2 separate regions of the Drosophila melanogaster genome follow, and region 1 is linked to region 2. A link is a contact called in public Hi-C data. All regions are on one chromosome and are shown on one strand. The core of a region is the stretch at or near the end of the contact, and the rest is flanking DNA. Distances in the headings are between cores, read along the strand shown. Region 1 holds the start of ex (expanded). Region 2 holds the start of spen (split ends).

Region 1 (3,306 bases), core at 730-3,229, 270 kb after region 2:
CGCGTCATATGCCAACTTATTCAATAAATTCCTGGCCTCCTCGCCATATCATCATCGCCAGCGACTTTGGCTCTGCCCAAGACCGCAAAGAGCACGAGGAATTTTGAATAGAAAGAGGATCAATGGCAGCTGCTCTTGGCTGAAAGATCACTTTGCCAAAAAAAAAGGCCAGAAATGCGCGCCAATTCCGCAAAAGCGATTCTCTGGACCGGGAGACTGGAGACTGAAATCGACTTCAAGGAATTGCATAAAACATTTTTGGCCGTTCTTTTTTTATTTTTTCACTCTCCTCGCTCAAAACTTCGGCCTCGACCAGGCTCCAAACCTCGCACACACACAAGCACAGATATAGAACGTATGTATATCTACACGATATTGACCAAGAACGTAGTTCCCAAAAGGCTGCTTACAGCAACAACAACAACCGGTCTTAGAGAACCAGCGACCAAGCGATCGACCAAAGACGAAAGAATAACGAACAGCCACAAAACAAAAAAAAAAAACAAGAATGAAAAGCTTGGGCTTCAAGTCGAAGATGGAAGTACTCTAGATCTCTTGTAGTCAGACTGATCCGGTGGGTAACAAACTACCTTTACTCAAATTCCCTTACACCATAGGCTTGTCAATAGAGAAATTTTCAAAATTTGTCCCAGGAGTGGCATGTACTTTTTTTGAAACCTACAAACCTTTTTTAATTCTTCCCGTTGTATCCCAAACAGGGTATAGCAGACACCACAACGCAAAGTACACTCAAAGAAATCAAAGGCTGTGCGAGTTGTTCCCATCGAAACCCCGCCTCACCGGAATGTCTCGCCCAATTTCTACCCCTGCCCCACCACTTCCCTGACTTCAGTCAACAAGTTATGTCCATGGCAAGACGACCCGACCCCGACCCCTTGACTCTCCAATTCTGAGTCTTCGACTTTTGGCCGGGTCTTCAGGGGCGTAGCGAGGGTTTGGCACCGGGGCACAACTTCGATCATCATTATATAGTCTTTTGGTTGTGTTTAGTTACGATTTTTATATCATTTAGACTTTTTTCCATATAATCTAAATTTTGTTTTCTGTGGATTTTTCTAAGTAGCCCCTTGGACGAACTGGTTAAAACCTTACTTGGCTTACACTGATCCCCGCCCTTTCGTGGGGCGTGTGTATGCCGCATATTTGAAGCAAATGATGGTTGAAGAGGTGGAGGAGGGGAAATGAAAAGGAGGAAATCTAAAGAAGAGAAAAAGAGGGAAGAGGGAGCAAAAAGAATCCAGCAAATCAAGCTCACATTATGCTGAGGAATGCGCCCAAGTGACGATATCGTAGCAGCAGAGGACGCCGATAGAGGCAGAGTCTTCAGACCCTCAAGTTCCGATTCCGATTCTCCCTCGTCCAGTGCATCTGTATCTGGAGTTTTGCCCAGAGAGTTTATTTATAAGATAGTCGCATCGATGGCTAGCGCAGGGATACTGAAAGCTAGATTTGAATCCAATAGGCTTCCGCCATAGTTTGGCAAAAAGTGAATGCCAAAAGATAGAACTCATAATGTAATTGTAATATACAATGTAAACTACAAGATAGCATGTGATAAAAAGCAGAATTAGAAAGAAAGGTACCTTTGTTAAAATTCTCATATGCATTTTACTTAAATCTGCTATCCTAACAGGGTATCCTTTAAGCCCTTGAGAATCGGAATCGTCGTCTCGCGAGATAAGCCATTGGAATTCCACTACTCACACGGACGCACACACTATGTAGTTGGCTACTGGGATTCTCCTTTGAAGTTTGTTTTTCTTTTATTGCTTATTGCTATTTACATTTTCGTAGCCGTTGTTGTTGTTGCCATCGGGTTTGTGTATCGCTGTGTGCGCTTCTTTCGAATTCGAATTCTCTCTTGGGCTCTCTTTTCGTTAAACGCGGCTTCGTTAAGTTTTAACGAAATCTCGACTCGATCTTCGTTGTGTTCGGTTTCGCTGAGCAGGGGCAAAATCAGTATATCGCTAAACGTCAACGGTAACCGAACAGATCGTCGGGACAGCAAAGCATGTGCTTTCCACTGGGAAATATAAATTCGGTTTAATGAATTTATTCGAGACCTAACATTCGGAAAAGTTGTTCTTCAGATCTTAAATGCACACCGCACGCACACCAGATCGCCCAGACACACACAGAGCTACACAGATTCAGTTGCTTAAAGTGAAGTTCGGTTTTCACTGAAACAAAAACAGCGCGCTTCGTTTTCGCACTCGCCTCAATTACAAAAGTGATTTTTGTTGGTGTTGGTGCAACTAGTTCTGATTTTGGGAAAACGCGCCTTAAAACCACGAAAATATCTACGACTAGTAGTGTAAAAAAGCTGAAGTCAACTCCGAAAAGTTGGTGCTGGTCAAAAAGAAAAAATTCAGCCGCAACAACAACTGCCCACTGGAAACTACAACTACAACAAATAAAGCAGTCAGCAACAGCAAAAACAACAACCCAGCAAACGGCATTCTTTCGCGCAACAACAACGACTCCACGCACACAGATACTCTCAGTTGCGCTCGCCCGCGTGTGCAATTGTTCTGGTGTTAGTGAGTTTTGATTAAAGTATGTGCGACGCTGGAATGCGACCCGATCGCTGTTGACTGCGCAGTCGCAGCGCGCGTCGTGGAAGTGGAAGAGGTCAGAAAGTAACAACAACGAAACGAAAATTTTACTGTTAGGCACTTATCGATAGCCAAATCAATAGATCGGTTTTAAGAGTGCACGAAGAGTGAGCTTTAGTTAAACAAAACTACCAAACCAAAATTAAAAAGCCAGTTATTGTGGATTACGCGAAACCGAAACAGAAGCAGATACAGATACAGCATTAACAATGCCGACTTCTGCAGCGGCTTAAGGTAAGAAAAGGACAGATACACGTGCAGATATAGAGTGGTGTACCCATATGGGGCCATTTCCCCGGAATTTTAATGACTCCCTGAAAACGGCAAACAAAACAAATGCCAGCAAATTTCTTATCTGTCAACCATAAAATCGCCAACGTCCAACGATTGTTTAACATTTCGTTGTTGTCGCCAGCTTTTTTCTTTAAATTTTTTTTTTTGCGTCCCGCTAAGAGTCAAAAATTCAGCGAATTGTGCAATTAACCCATTTCGGGCCATGGAATATCAAATGTCAGTCAAACTTGACACTCTACGGAGGGTATATTGAAATGGGGAAGCTGTTTAGAGTACTATTGTGTCAAATATATATGTACATTCACATGTGCATACATATGTAGTTATATAGTAGGCCTGACCGACTTTTTAAATACCGGTCACATTTAATTAATTT
Region 2 (3,683 bases), core at 17-2,516:
AAATTATAGTAAGAACGCATTTTAAATAAGCCCTACGAATAAATATCTATACAGTTGATATCGTACAGTTGGGAGGCGCGTGGTATCACAAATAAGTTTTATTTTAGATTTATCAATGAGTTAATAAGTTACTTTTATTGCTGCGGTGGTGGAGCTCATTTTCCAGATTTCCCCTCCTTCATACAGGCAGTACACTTGTTGAAGCGGAAACGGTGTTCTTGAAGAGTTGTCCGAAGAACTTGAGCCCCGTAGCTCCCCCAGGGACAGTGCCCAGGACCATAAAGAGCAATGCAATTATTTGCGCCACTGCAAAAAGGACTGTAAATGCGGTGCTTTTGGCCACCAAGGCGCAGTATAAGGTTAAAATCAAACAGGAACTATATGAAAGCGAGGTGAGCAGTCTTGGTTTGGAAAACATTTGCTTTAAAAAGGATCCAAATCCGGAGAGAAAGCAAAAGCTCAAAATGAAAAAGAGGCTGCCAAGGGTGTAGAGCAAGGCAAACTTTCTGGCCTTCAATATTAGGAAGGGAATGTAGAACGTGGAAAGGGTCATGCACAATGCGCCCATTCCTAAACAGGCCACGAAGCCCACGATTCGCTGCAGGCGAGACTAGAAAAGTTCAATTTTAAATTAGCACATTCTGAACACACCAGAGATTGATAAACCCACCAATTTTGGAAAACATGAGTCGCTATCTTTCAGAAAACTATTTGCTTCTGGGTCGGAGCTGGAGAAAAATGGAACTTTCAGCTGTGGCAACTTGACGTTGAAACTTGGTTTCTTCTGATCACTCTGCAGTAGCAAGTATTCATCCAGGTCCGATTTTAAATTACTCATACTTCTTTTATATTTATTTATTTGTCGTGTAAGCAAAACAAAACAAGCTGCTAGCCGCGATAACGATAACCAACACAGCTAGAGCTGACTCCTTGGCTATACTATCTACTATACTTTTCCGGTGTAAAGCTATGTTATGTTGGTCTTTGATATTTGTGGTTTTCATAAGTTAAACGAGAAATAAAGCTAGAGAGCATGATAATGATTCTGGTGATGATTAAGTTTCAGGACAACAAAGTCCACTTATAAAATAAATATAAGTTAACACCTGCGCTTAACATAGTTCTGTTGAAAAACTGATGTTAATGGTTTGGGTGCTGGACAAAATAAATGTTTAGTATATTTTTGGTATTAACTTAGGGTGTGTGTATTTTCATAGGACACTGCTGCGACCACATTGTGTCGGTCACACAAGAGCATCACTAACGGTCACATTGTTTTGAAAATTTTTGGAGTGAACGGACCGCGCGCGTCGTTTGCAGCGAGCTAAAAAAAAAGCAGTACAACAACAACGGCGGCGAGCGATTAAACAAAACGCCGCCAAAACACACACAGCGAAAATAAATTGTTATTATCTGAAAAGGCAAGTGCCACCACCCCTTCCCCATTCTGAGTGTGTTTGTGTGAGCAGCGGCTGCTATATATCTGAGTGTGTGTGTGCGCGAGTGGTTTTGTGTGCGAAAATGCATTAATTCACCAATACGAAAGCAGATGCAGCAACAACATCAGCATCATCAGCGAGAGGAATATTGCAAGCGTTAATCGAAATACAGTAAAATACAAGAAAAAACAGGCAAAAGTAAATTGATCAACGAGAAAAGCCTACTGAATGATAAAAATTAAATTTTTTTATTGTTTTCCATTTAAATTTGTGATGCCTTTTGCCGAATAAAAAGTCACCTCATAACCCAGAGTGAATAAATTACATGGAAAAATAACGTAAAATACACCGAGTGTTAAATAAAATCAAATCGGTACATTTGGACTCGGTTCGGTTATTTCGGTTCGACACGCAGAAAAGGCAAAACTCAACGGTCGCGTCGATACCATTTTTGGAAATTATCGAAAGAGCATAGCAAAACCTTTGCCTCGAAATATAACGTGTACAATGCGTCAGTTTCGAATAAAGTCCAAACCGAGTTCACAATAATTTAATTTACTGAGGCAGCGAAAAAGGATTCTTCCATGATCGGCCAAGGAAAGCAGCTCCAATGGTGTAAGTCTTGAATAAATATGATTTGTAGCAAATTATAATAAAAGCATATTTATTATATTTTTAGAACTAAGCACGTATTTTTGGGTTTCTAAAAAAGAGTTTATAGAATTTTGTTCATGGAAAGATAGCTAGTGTTATAATTCAAAGAAGTATATCGTATAAATAACGTATTCATTATCTGTATTTCAGCTCTCAACGCAAATGGTAAGAATGGATCACTCGATTGAAAATCCACATAAATGGAGCAAATAATCCATTCACGGAAATAATGTGATAACCCAATAAAAGCCCATGTATTTTGAAATTTGGGTATGTGTTTAAATAAGTGCATAACTAAATGTCCAATAAAAGAAAAATTAGCACAATGAAATGTCTAATTAAAGGAAAATATGCCCGTACCAAAAAACGTCATAATTTATCAACTAAAATACCATATAAACAAACAATCCAAATAAAAGTGGTTTCAGAATTTTCTAATATAGTAAGATATATAGTGTTTTTGTAAGATATATTTATAATTTTTTTAGCAAGGAGCACAATACTTTTAATAAGCATTAGCTGATTTCGGACAAAAGTCAGGTTAGACATGTCGTTCGAAATCGTCCATTACTCCCAGAAAATATTCTGTACAGAGCAAAACTTTCTTCCTCTTCTTCGGGCGGTCTAAAGCAGTTGGTAGAACACCAGTACAAAGAAAATTGGCACAACAAAAAAGTGAGCTCTGCGGTAGTGACGCCGGCAGAGGCAGTGACCGAGGCAGAGGCTTTTTGCTGCCGACGGCGGGCAGCAATTAACTCGAAAGCAAAGAATTTCATCAGAAATTCAAAGCACACATACATACTAAAACGGATGACGTGCAACGTCGGCAGAAGCAGCGGCAGTGAGAGACGTTGGAAATTTGTAGCGAAAAATCCAGGCTGACAGCTCCCCCAACGTTCGAAAAAGTAACATGGCGACTATATATAACCCGTATATATAAATATAAATACTGCGTGTGTGCGCGGACTCCAAACTACAAAAACGAACAACGCAAGGGAGCAATGGGTACGGGGCAGCCATTGTTGCGGGCGTCAGAGCGAGACAACAGGAGAGAAATTGTCGTGTCGTTTGAAAAATCGATTCAGCTGCTGTGTGAGCGAGATGAAGCGATGTAGTACAGCGTCTTTATTTTTTTTTATTTTTTTTTTTTCTTAACCCGTTTTGTGTGCGTGCGCACAGGGCATCCCGTTAGTGTGTGAGATTGGGGAGAGGAAAACTACAAAGTTAGCGCTCTCTTTCTGGTAAATGCTGTTGGTGTGTGGTCACGTAGCCACAACACGAAAAGCAGATACTACTAAACACATACTAAAACTGGTTTTCTCTTTGCTGCTGCTGACAATATTCATGAGTTCTAGTTGAATCGCCTGTCTTTAATGGGTTTTTTCCTCCTTTGGAGGGAATGAAGATTTCAAGAGATGTACAACAAAATGGCAAACTAAAAAACTAAACTATTCCAAGCATTTGGAGAAATTTCGGAATAATCTTCGTCTATCCTGGCTGCCCAATTAGCGAATTAGGTGGGATTTTCGTGTAGGGGTCCCTATAGTAGAGGCTTTTTGCGAGCCGCACCCCACCAGTTCTACAAATCGA

What was found. A called contact is a pair of places that touch in the nucleus more often than the background predicts.
Region 1: a Hi-C map of the Kc167 cell line shows a contact between it and region 2, with 4 times the contacts expected there. The contact joins the promoter of ex here to the promoter of spen in region 2. A contact is called at or near these places in 6 of 107 Hi-C or Micro-C datasets (the Kc167 cell line, the S2 cell line, eye imaginal disc and 1 more).

Annotation. Positions count from the first base shown.
Region 1 is chr2L:429,248-432,553 of dm6, forward strand. It overlaps ex (expanded), which reads left to right and starts at 1,980. Exons shown (of 6, transcript NM_057492.4): 1 at 1,980-2,870.
Region 2 is chr2L:157,766-161,448 of dm6, forward strand. It overlaps spen (split ends), which reads left to right and starts at 1,267. Exons shown (of 11, transcript NM_079979.5): 1 at 1,267-2,054. CG33635 reads right to left here and starts at 899. Exons shown (of 2, transcript NM_001032044.2): 1 at 671-899; 2 at 71-610. The coding sequence starts at 838. The coding sequence ends at 179.